2 separate regions of the Mus musculus genome follow, and region 2 is linked to region 1. Evidence: chromatin contacts called from public HiChIP or PLAC-seq data. All regions are on one chromosome and are shown on one strand. Each heading gives the region's core, a stretch centred on a gene start, on an enhancer-like site or on the middle of the called end of the contact. The rest is flanking DNA. Distances are from core to core; before and after follow the strand shown. Region 1 holds the start of Pofut1 (protein O-fucosyltransferase 1). Region 2 holds the start of Efcab8 (EF-hand calcium binding domain 8).

Region 1 (5,606 bases), core at 1,052-3,551:
AGGCCTTGGAGTCAAGCAAGTCTGCAAGTGTGGGGAAGGATGGGCAAGGGTCTAGGTCAGCAGAAATACTCACGTTGGTGAAAGGAGGCTTGTGATGTTGGTATTCAATCCATGGAGGTACAGCCAAGGTGCGGTTCAGCAGCTTCGCAAATGCCAGGGAGCCCAAGAAGTGATCAGCCTGGTTCCCAAAGCGCCCTGGAAATGGTACATTGTGGGTAGAGTGGCCTGGGGCCTAATGGCATGGTGTACGAAGGGCTCAGCAAAGATGTGCATTCAAGACTGGGGAAGGCCAAGGAACAGTGAGCTAGCAACACTGGCACAGGAGAGAAAGTCCAGACTTCCAGGTTTGACATCTGAGGGCCTGTAGGTCCTGGTCCTTCTGCCACTGCCCCACCAGAGTCCATGCTGTTTCTCAAACATGTTATAATCATCCCCACTCTACCTGCCATCTTTGCCAGCAGTGTCCTCAGACCTGTCTCCACTCACTTGTACATGAAGGTGACCCTGATGCTTCATTTGCTAAGACACTTTTAAACAACTCCTATCCATTTCCTTTACTCTCAGCACGGCATTGAGGTTTGTTTTGTTTTGTTTTTTGAGACAGGATCTATATAGTCCTGGAACTTGTTCTGTAGACCAGTCTGTCATTGAACTTGTAACAATCTTCCTGCATGTTACCTCCACCTCTTACATGCTAGAATTACAGCTGTGAATCAGATTATGTATTTATGTGCTGGGTATTTAACCTAGTATCTCTGACATGCTGGGTAAATGCTTTACCATTTAGCTATAAACACTTCAGTCATTTATATGTCTGCTTTCATTTTCCAGCTTTTTGTATTGGCTGTCTATGCAGGCTGTGAATGCTTTAAACACAAAGGTCTATCTGGTTTTTGTTTGTTTTGTTTTGCCAGAGTCTCACTATGTAGCCCTGGCTACTCTGGAATTCTCTATGTGATCAGGTTGGCCTTAAACTCACAGAAATCCACCTGCCTCTGGCTTCTAGTGCTGAGATTAAAGTTGTATGCAAGCACATTTGGCTATCATCAATATGGCAGCCATTCATCCATTCCAGAAACACTGCAAGGCTGAAATGTGCCAGGTACTGTGCTAGATGTTATAATATAAAATCAGAAGGATAAGGTTTCTGTCCTCAAGGCATTCCATTCTAATTCAGGTTAGGAGACACTAAACATGAAAACAAATTCCTTATGGTATATTTTGATGATTGCAAGGGAAAAAATGAAAAGGTTTGGTGACAGGGAGACTCAGGAAATGACAAGTAGAGAGGTCAATGGAGTCCTCTTTGGTGACACGTATGTTGAGACTTCAAGGATGAGAAAGAGTTAGCAGAAATTATAGGAAGGTACTCCGAGAAGAATAGCTCATAGACCTTTATGTCTGTAAGCAATAGAAAGCCGGTTACTATGGCTGTAGCCAGAGGGCCATGGGAGAAGGGGTGTGGAGAAGAGTGGAGCCAATCTTGCAAGGTCAGGCCATCAGATGATGGCCATGGTCAGGAATGCAAGCTACTCAAGGATTGAGAGAAGGGATGGATTATATAATGATGATCCACGACTGCATTTAAGTTGCATCCCTCCGCTGGTTCTTAGGAGTCCTTGGTTATCTTTTATTACCCCAGTTTGAATCATCTTGTACAAATTCTGCACGCACTTAAAAACTTTTTATTGTCTGTCTTCCTAAAATGAAGAATCCTATGAGATTTATCTGTTTCATTCACCACCAGCACAGACAACAGCGCCTGGGACATTAAAAAAAAGGGGGGGGGGCATATAAATTCTTTGCTGAATGAATGCAAGAATTGCCACGAGACAGTGCGGGCAGGTCTTGTCCTACAAACTCCATCTACTGATCTGAGACTGATTAGACCTCGAGTGAGTCACTTAACTTCTCCCATCTGTCGAATGGCAAGTTGAACACCAATGGGTCCTCTGTACCCAGGCAAGTAGGGCAGGGAAGAACACAGGCCCTGCCCCTCTCTGGTGTTCTCCTCTGGACCTGAGAAGTCTCCGGGCGCCTCAGAGAAGTGGCTCCGCCTCCTCCGCCTCAGTTTCTCCGTTTAAGCAGAGGGTTCCGGAGGCCTTACCCATGCAGGGACAGTAGAGCAGGTAACCGGCCAGGTCCCAGGAGCCCGCTGACCGCCCGCGGAGCGGCAGCAACAGCAGCAGAAGCAGGAAAGACGCCCGCAGCAGCAGGTGTGGCGGTGCCCACGCGGCGGCGCCCATGTCGACGGCAGAGCCCCAGAGTGCCACGGCCCGGAGGCGGGGAGGGGGTGGGAGGGAAGAAGAGGCGCGAGTGGCCGCCCCGCTCCCAGTGCTCCCCGCGCGCCGCCCGCGCGCCGGCTGGGCCTCTCTAGCCCGCGGGCGGGCGGGACCATAGAGAGCCCGCGGCACCGCCCCCTCCACGACCCGAGCGCCCGCTCGCGCGGCTCCCACAATGCACCGCACAATGGCCCGACCGCCGCCACTACCGGGGCCTGAGCGGGCCTGGCGGAGCCCGAGCGCGGCCCGGCCCGCAGCGCGGGGTCCCGAGCGCAGTGAGTGCCGGCGAGGGTCCTGGGGGATGGTGGGGAGCGGGGCGGGAGGCCGTCGCGCTGCGCCCACACGCCCGGCTCTCGGAGCGGCGGCGCCCCTCACTTCGGGCCGCCCAGCGCGGTCGCCCACACCCCTGAGTAGGGGCCCCCTTTGCTCTAGCCGGGCCCCCGATAGGCCCCGTAGTGACGAAAACGTTCCCCGGACCTCAGACCTGTGCCCAGGGGACCGGAACAAGCCTTTCAGGCTCCCTCCATTCCTAGACCTGGAAACTCAGCCTGAGGGTCCCCTAGTCTGGACCCCCCAGACTCCCTGGAGACCCAGATAACACGCAGCTAACCTTCCTCGGGATCGCGGTCTGGGGGGCATAGATAAGCTGCACCTGTTCCCACCCTCGGACACGCCTACCCCGACCCACATAACCTTCCTTTTCCTGCTCCAAATAGTCTGCTCTAAGCTCTTTCGTTTTCCAGACTTTCATAAACCTGCTTTCAGGCTTTTCTGCAGTACCTCGGGCCGAAGAACCCAAAATAAAGCCCTAGCTGAAGTTCCCTTCCCAGTGATCATATTGTGGAAAGTTTAGGCATTTTCCTTCGGGAGGGTCCCATTTCTACACCCGTTTGAAATTCAGAGAACTCGCTCTTTCGACCTTTAGAATCTCCCTACCTCTTCCCCCCATGGGGTCTCTTAGAGACTCAAATAACGTGCTCGTAATTCTTTACCGTGCATGCTTGCTCTTCCCACCCCAGATCCTATTAGACTTTTTAGACTTACTATTGAATTCCCGTCTCTTGTCTCCACTCTTTACATCCACCTTCCAATTGTGGGGAGAATTTAACATTTCACACTACAAAATAGGGTAGTCTCTCCGCTGGCCTAAGGGCCAGACTTCCTACAACTTCAGCCCCATGCTTCAGTCCAGCTTGGAACAGATCGGGGTCGCGGGGGGGGGGGGGGGAGGGGGCGGTGGCGCGGTGGCGGGCCGCGTTCCTGGCCGTGTTGGGAGTTGGGGCTTTCACCTGCAAGCATACCGACTCCTGGCTTGTGTGTTTTTCCACCTGTCAGCCTGGGGCTGTGATAAGTCTGGCCTTGGGTTTCTAACCCTCTCCTCTTGGGGGAAAGGCTGCTAAGTTGCGGAGGGGTGGTAGGTGAAAATGAGGCCCGAGTGAGTTGCAGCCATTTGCTCCAGGCCTCCCCAGGGCTGGGAGGCAGCGGGAATCTGAGGAAATAGGGAATCAAAGGGACTCCAAAGAGGCCCATCTACACTGACAGAAGAACTACCAGCCCGAGAGTAAATCCTACCCCTGTTAATCCTGTTTGATGTTTCTTGGAATGATGCAAGTCACTGAGACTCTCAGGCCTCCCTGTAATTTAATTCTCCCACCATTCCGGGGTGTTGTGTGTGTGCGCGCGCGCGCTGGCCTTGGGAAGTGGGCAGCTCTTCCCATTCCTCCGTTCCTTCTTACTGTTTTCCAGCCAGCCAGAATGCTTTTGGATTGGTTTCTGATGTCCAGGTCAAGGCCTGTTTTGTTTTCTTTTCCCCTTTAATGCTATTTATAATTTCCCAGTTGCTATTTTAAGTTCTTTTGAGGGTAGATTCCACCTCCAAGAACCTTTCTGGGTGTGTTTCCTCCTAGGCAGGTGTTGAATTGAGTTCTTCAGAGCCCCAAGTAGCTCTTGGGCAGGAGGGATAAAAGCTATTTTAGGGTAGTCACTGAAGTGGAGCTGTTAATCCTCTGTGGGTCTCTTTAGTTAAGAACACTCAGAGATTAACCCTTTCTTTGCTGCAAAGCGAACCGGCTAGCTTAACAGTATTTGATGGGAGAGTTGGGAAAACTGGACTGTGGCAGCAGAAGGTGTGAACATGCAACTCAGTATAAAGACCAAGATAATAGCTTTCTTTTGCTGGGTACTTAGAGTAGGCCAAACCCATTGCTGAGCTTTTTGCATACCTGACTAAAATAATCCTTACAACCAGACTGTGAGGTAAGTATTTTTAGCTTTACAGATGAGGAAACAGGCTAATAATGGAGAAAGAACGCAGTTTCTATAGAGATGATGTAACACCATAAAAACTATAGTTTCATCAGAGGGCAACCTACATCACAGCACTACAGACGACAGACAGGAGCTTCCAAAGGCCATACGGTGTATTGAGCAAGCACTTTTACTTTGGGTATGGAGCTATAATAGAAGACGGTGTAGTAAAGTGGCCATCCTGGCAAAAGAAAATTCTGGCCCAGGAGGTAAAGGGCTTGTGTTTGTACTGAGGGTTAGCAGTGAGGGAAAAGAGGAAGGCTGAGTTCTGAGATGTTGGGAAGGGAAGGAAACTGACTTTGAGGCATGAGAAGTAACACTAAGAGGGAAAAAGAAGTTATACTTAGCACTGTGAAGAGGGGCAGCAGAGATGTGGCCCTCATGGATTCTGCATGTTCACATTTTATGTCACTCTCAATGGTACCTTTTCGCTTCGTCCTCTAGAAAACATTTATTTACAAGTTAAGAGAATGAATCTCGTTTAGAAATTGAGAAGAGTGAGGTTCAGAGAAATGAAGTAACCTGCCTGTGGTTTCACAGCCAGTGAGTGGTGGCTCTTTTGATAGCAAGTCCAAGGTTCTTTCCCTGCTGCCTCCCCTCAGATCAGATGCCAGAAGATTCCAGGGCTGAGAATACACTGAGTTATACCAGTAACTGGGAGGGATTGTGTTTGTTTTATGGAAACAGGTTCTGTCAGCTTCTCCATAGCTACGGCTAGAGTGTGAGACCAGAAGAACAGCTTTGAAAGAGAAGCAAAATTCTTTCACAGTTTTGACAAGAAGTCTGAAGGAATAGTTCTGATTGTATGAGTCAAATCCAGGAGGTTTTCTGGATCAAAGAAGTATGCAGACAAAGGACACAAAGTGAGAGTAGATCCCTGAAAGGTTCCTAGGTAACACCAGCAACTGTGGCTGCTCAGCAGCCTGCTGGCCACTGATTGTAGGTAAAGATCTTGCTGTGCTTTTTCAGAGGCCAACAGGAGTAGGATGAAGGTGGTGGCTCTTTTCTTTTAAAGCC
Region 2 (5,606 bases), core at 2,271-4,770, 540 kb before region 1:
GCTTAGCATCCAGAACCCTTCACACCCTAGCTTTAACAGGCTTCCTCCTTCCGAGGCACATGTAATTTGCATTATCTCTGCATTACCTGGTCCCAGGCACTGAACAGATAATGCTGGCTTAATAACAACTTATAAAACCCACCTCACCATTATTGCCGCTCTGCTACAAAAAATTAAGTATAGACCATGAACAGACTGTGAATTGATGTGCTCATTTGTGTGACATTTGGCCCATTCTATACTCTTTTTTGTTTGTTTGTTTGTTTTTGAGACAGGGTTTCTCTGTATAGCCCTGGCTGTCCTGGAACTCACTTTGTAGACCAGGCCTGCCTCTGCCTCTCGAGTGCTGGGATTAAAGGCGTGCACCACCACGCCCGGCTCCATTCTGTACTCTTAAAGAAGCCAAGCAAATGCTCTGAAAACCACACCTGAAATCCCAGCCAGAACCAGGAAGGCTGAGCCAGGGCTGCCAGATAGAAGGCCAGACTGGGCTTCTAATGAAACCCTAGCTCTGTGTGCCTTTAATCCCTGCACTCTGAAGGCAGAGGCAGGCAGATCTGTGTGAGTTGGAGGCCAGCCTGCTCTACATAGTGAGTTCTAGACCAGCTAGAGATATACAGTGAGACAATACATTAAAACAAAAACAAAACAAAACAGTAGGGTTGGAGTTGATTATCAGTCAGCACTACTATCCTTGCCTAGTTTACTCAAGGACTGGGGTCCATCCTTAATATGGGGGGTGGGGGGATGAGGAGAGGAGGGGTGGGAAGAGGAACCTGCTTGTTAGGCTCGTCTAAGTTATCACTTGGTCCTACACATATCTAAGTTTGCAAGCCTGGTGCAGAAGCTAGCAGACCTATGCTGGTGACATTTTGGAAGGCAGTGGACTGGTAAATGACATTTGTGTGGCTCCCATTGTGATCTCCCCTCACTCACTGTTATGTTCTTACCTTTTGAGGTTTGGGGCTCTCTCCTGGCTTCTCAGAAGACATTAGTCTTGGCCTAAAATGGATAATCACAGTTGCTTTAACACAAGTCCACAGACCTGACCTAGCCAAGCCACAGAAAGTTGGAAATGGTCAAAGGAGATGATGGTTGCCCCTTGTCCACAGCTACTCCTAGTATTTCATGAGTGCCCCCTTTCCCACAGACATTTTCCATAAGTTTACAGTGGAGCCTTCCTGAATTGATGGAAAGAAACTGGCCCACTGAAGCCATGAAGATTACTAGCTTAAATCCAGAATTTGTAGAATCCAGGGACTTCTCAAGCCATGTGGAGGTCCCAAAAGCCATTCACTACCGAGAGAAGCAGATCCAGAGGTAGACACACATCTAAAGTGGAGGCACAACCCTCCACTGCATACACCCTCCCAACCCCCTCCAGGGCCCTTGGGGGCAGGACCTTCTCCAGTGAGATGAGATAAGAACTCATGGAGAGAGCCATGTTTCTAATGAGAAGTCAAGATATTGGGGCACCAGACCCGCAGGGTCCCCAGATCTGATGAGAGTTGGGAGGCATTCTCAGAGAACAAAACAGACAGCAGGGAAGGAGAAGAGAATGTCATACCCACGGGACTGACACGTAAGCCGTGTGGACCCTGGACCACAGGGTTCCTAGGAGGCATCAGGGAGAGAGGGAAATGAAGAGAAAAGAGTGAGAAGAAAAACATAATACAAGATCCTTACCATCTGGCTCTAAATGGGAAGAAGAGCAGTAGGCACATGAGAAAGGGCAGTGGGGAGGGGAACCGGCCCAGGTCTTCCCCCGTGCTGTCTTGACATCGAAAGTAAGGACAACTAAGAGAAAAGGCAGAAACTTCTCCAGAAAGAGGAGCATGGAGGGACGAGGGCATGAAGCAAGCTGTGACGACTCATCTAGAAATAAAACGCAAATCTCTAGAAATCTGAGGACTCATAAGCTTAGGGTATAGATACATTTAAAGAATAGAAAAAGGAAACACAAGAGACAGGATGTGGTACTGGAAAAAGAGCCACGGAAAACGGCAGAAACCTAATGCAAAAGTGTATCTAAAGTACATTTCTGTTAACTATATGAATTGTATTGGCCTTGAAAGGGACCTGGCAGGGCTGGAGAGATGGCTCAGCAGTTAAAAACTCCCGCAGAGGAGCTGCACTCAATTCCTAGCAGCCAAGATGGCAACCCACAACCGACTGTAACTACTGTTCTAGAGGATCTGATGTTCTCCTCTGACCTCCTTAGGCACTACACCCACAATACATAGACATACATGCCGATAAAACACTCACACATAGCTGGGTGGTGGTGGCGCATGCCCTTAATCCCAGTATTTGGGAGGCAGAGGCTGGTGGATTTCTGAGTTCGAGGCCAGCCTGATCTACAAAGTGAGTTCCAGGACAGCCAGGGCTACACAGAGAAACCCTGTCTCGAAAAAACAAACAAAACAAAGACACTCACACATGTCAAATAAATTTTAAAAAATAAAAAGACCTGGGGAAATATGCCATAAGGTTAATGGCAGTTATCTGGGCAGGTGTAGAAGTGGGGGCACCTGTCAAATATGCATTCCTCTAACACACAGAAGGGGGAGAAGGAAAGAAAAAAGAAAGATTTTTTTTTTCAGGCTGGGACAACCAACTACCTCTTCAAAACAGAACAAAGGAAGAAGGTGGCCCTTGCACCCTTGTTCATCAACATCTACCCTCCAGCTCACTCTATGGCAGTGAAAAGGGGGGAGGGTCCTACCTTCCCTTAAACCAAGGTGGCCCGTAATGCAACCCATTGAACTGGGGTCCTCCTTCCCCACAGAGTACCTTGAGGAAGGGAATGCAGACAGAACCAGATGGTTGTGAACTCTGAAGGAAAAACAAACAAGTGTCCGGAAGTAGTTTGTAAGAGAATGAAAAAAAAAAAAAAAAAGGAATACAAATCTGGGGAAGTGGGGAAGAAGGTGGGGAAGAGAAGGAGATGGGATAGGGCTAGCTCCTAGCTATGAGAATACCACAGGATGAAGGGAAATAACCCAGCAGTACGGAAGTTGGGGGGGGGGGGTGTGGCGGAGTGCCCCAGCATGCCTTAGGCAGCTGTCGCAGGAAACCGGACCTAAACTGGATGGTGGGTAATATTCGCCAACATCTGTCACTGCACTAGGTTCCAAATCCCGAGTGAAGGGAAGATAGGTAGGCCCCAATCTGTCCTTCTTCCTGTACCCCCAAAGGACTTGCCCGTCCTAGTTTAAGGCACTAGGTAAGGTAGGGCGGAAGTGGCTGATAGCTCCAGCTGGTGACAGTTTGGCCGGGGACATCCTGAGGTCTAAGCACTATCTGCCCTTTCCAGCCTGCTGCAGATGCCAGTTCAGACCTTGGAAGAACGGAAATACGGTTTGGAGTCCTTTTAGGAACAGGGAGCGCACTCCCAAGCTCCTCTACGAGAATCAAGGAAGGATAACAGAGCAGAAGCAAAGGGGGGCACAGAGAACAATGTCTCCAGGGGAAGGGCTCAGAAGGCACAGCTGTGCGAGATGAGACGTTAACCTCGTCTGGGAAAGACAAATGTGCGCGTGGGTAGGACAGGCGCTGAAATTGCGGCTGGAGGAAAACTACTCTCCACGTGGCCGAAGCGGCAACTGGTTGGCGAGAGTAGGTGGGAGGGGCGAGGCTATGGTAGGCGGGGCCAGAGGCAGGCGGCTAGCAGGGGTAGCACCCGGGATAGGGGAGCGAGGGAAGGCGGGGTTTCTCCTGCTCCTTCGCCTAGGACTACAGCGATTTGGTTTCTACTAACACCTCTAGTTTTGGAATTTTTCCCTTTGTCTTCTCCCTGGAGCTGAAGTGGATTTCCAGGTCTTGGCCAGGCCCTAGTTTTTAACCCCCTTTTGGTTGGACAGAGATCTCTTTAGTGTTGGCACTTTGCTGGGCTTCGTCTCACGCCTAAGCAGCACGGTTGCCAGACTCACCCAAGGCCTGCTTCTCATTTCCAACCTTTTCCTGTTTGGAGGTCCAAAGCTGGCTGGGCTTTGATTTCTACTTCCACTCGCTCATCTTCCTGCTCTGTGGAGCCACACAGTGCACACTGGTGATCCCTTGAGTTGGTGATCAAGGATAAGGAGTGTCCTGGTTCTGCCTACCAAAGGCTAAAAGCAAATGCAGGGCCTTTCTAGGAGCTGCCAGTAACAGGAGTGGACCCATTAGATCTAGGCTTTAGTTTTGTTTTTTAAATTTTATTTATTGTTTGTATGAGTACACTGTCGCTCTCTTCAAACACACCAGAAGAGAGCATCGGATCCCATTATATAGACGGCTGTGAGCACCAATGTGGTCCTGGGAATTGAACTCGGGATCTCTAGAAGAGTAGTCGGTGCTCTTAACTCTCCAGCCATGGTTTTGTTTTTTAATACAAGGTCTCATGGAGCCCAGGTGATTTGAACTTCCTATATAAATAGCCAAGGATGGCCATGTATGACTTGATACTCTTCCCTTCCACCTCCCTGTTATTAGACGCGTTCTCACGACCGGCCAGGAAGAACACCACAGACCAGAATCTTCTGCGGCAAAGCTTTATTTCTTACATCTTCAGGAGCCAGGGTGCAGGAAGCAAGAGAGCAAGAAGCAAGAGAGCAAGAAGCAAGAGAGCAAGAAGCAAGAGAGAGAAGCAAGAGCAAGAGAGAGAGAAAACGAAACCCCGTCCCTCTTAAGGAGCATTCTCCTTCGCCTCGGACGTGTCACTCCCTGATTGGCTGCAGCCCATCGGCCGAGTTGACGTCACGGGGAAGGCAGAGCACAAGTAGTCATAAGATACCCTTGGCACATGCGCAGATTATTTGTTTACCACTTAGAACACAGGATGTCAGCGCCATCTTGTAACGGCGAATGTGGGGGCGGCTCCCAACACCTCCCAAGTGTTGGAACTACGTATGTGTACCACCACACCCACAATCTAATTTTTAATTGAAAAAAAAAAAAAAAGGTCATAGCAATCATTAAGATTTAAAAATGCCCCTTTGCCTTGGGCAGTAGTACTGAGTCTTAGTGCTCAGAGAACGGAATAGGGGGTTGACTCTGGGTGGCCACATCTCCTTAGCCTCTGGAATCTTCCATTAGTTAAGTAGGACACAGCCAGAGAAGACAAGGTAGGAAGGATTGCCCTAAAGTTCTGGGCCCAGGGCAGGCCCTTTTTGCCTAAATGTAACAGAATATTCTACAGATTCTGAGTAGAGTAGGGTTTTCCCCCCAGACAAGCGGACCTTGTCGAAATGGAGATTCTGAAGTTTGGGCCCCTTTTGGGGACAGGGGCATACTCCTATGTTAGGAAGTCAATCTGGATTCCCAGGTGTCAAAGGTTAACAGAGATTGGAGACTGCCGCCAAGAAACAAAACTTCTAAAAAAAAAAAAAAAAAGTCCACATGTGACTTGTATGAAGTCAGAATGTATATGTATACTTATTCTTCAAACTTCAAATGACTTCAGTGCCTTCACATTTTTCACTTTGTTTTGTTTTGAATTGTTGGGCATGGTTTTGCATGCCTTTAATTCTAGCAGTCAGGAAGCGGAGGCAGGCTGATCTCTGTAAGTTCAAGGTCAGCCTGGTCTACAGAGTCCCAGGACAGCCAGGGCTACAACAGAGGGACCC

Evidence for each region. HiChIP or PLAC-seq counts read pairs in DNA pulled down with a chosen protein or histone mark.
Region 2: a contact with region 1 is called in an H3K27ac HiChIP or PLAC-seq map of embryonic stem cells, with 5 read pairs. The contact joins the promoter of Efcab8 here to the promoter of Pofut1 in region 1. A contact is called at or near these places in 2 of 39 promoter capture datasets (hippocampal neurons and liver) and 1 of 115 datasets of contacts at active chromatin or transcription factors (embryonic stem cells).

What each region holds. Positions count from the first base shown.
Region 1 is chr2:153,238,227-153,243,832 of GRCm38.p6, reverse strand. It overlaps Pofut1 (protein O-fucosyltransferase 1), which reads right to left and starts at 2,301. Exons shown (of 7, transcript NM_080463.3): 1 at 2,108-2,301; 2 at 74-195. The coding sequence starts at 2,246. It overlaps Plagl2 (pleiomorphic adenoma gene-like 2), which reads left to right and starts at 2,475. Exons shown (of 3, transcript NM_018807.5): 1 at 2,475-2,557.
Region 2 is chr2:153,777,160-153,782,765 of GRCm38.p6, reverse strand. Efcab8 (EF-hand calcium binding domain 8) reads right to left here and starts at 3,520. Exons shown (of 29, transcript NM_001370916.1): 1 at 3,341-3,520; 2 at 2,794-2,835; 3 at 1,687-1,875; 4 at 951-1,002. The coding sequence starts at 1,853.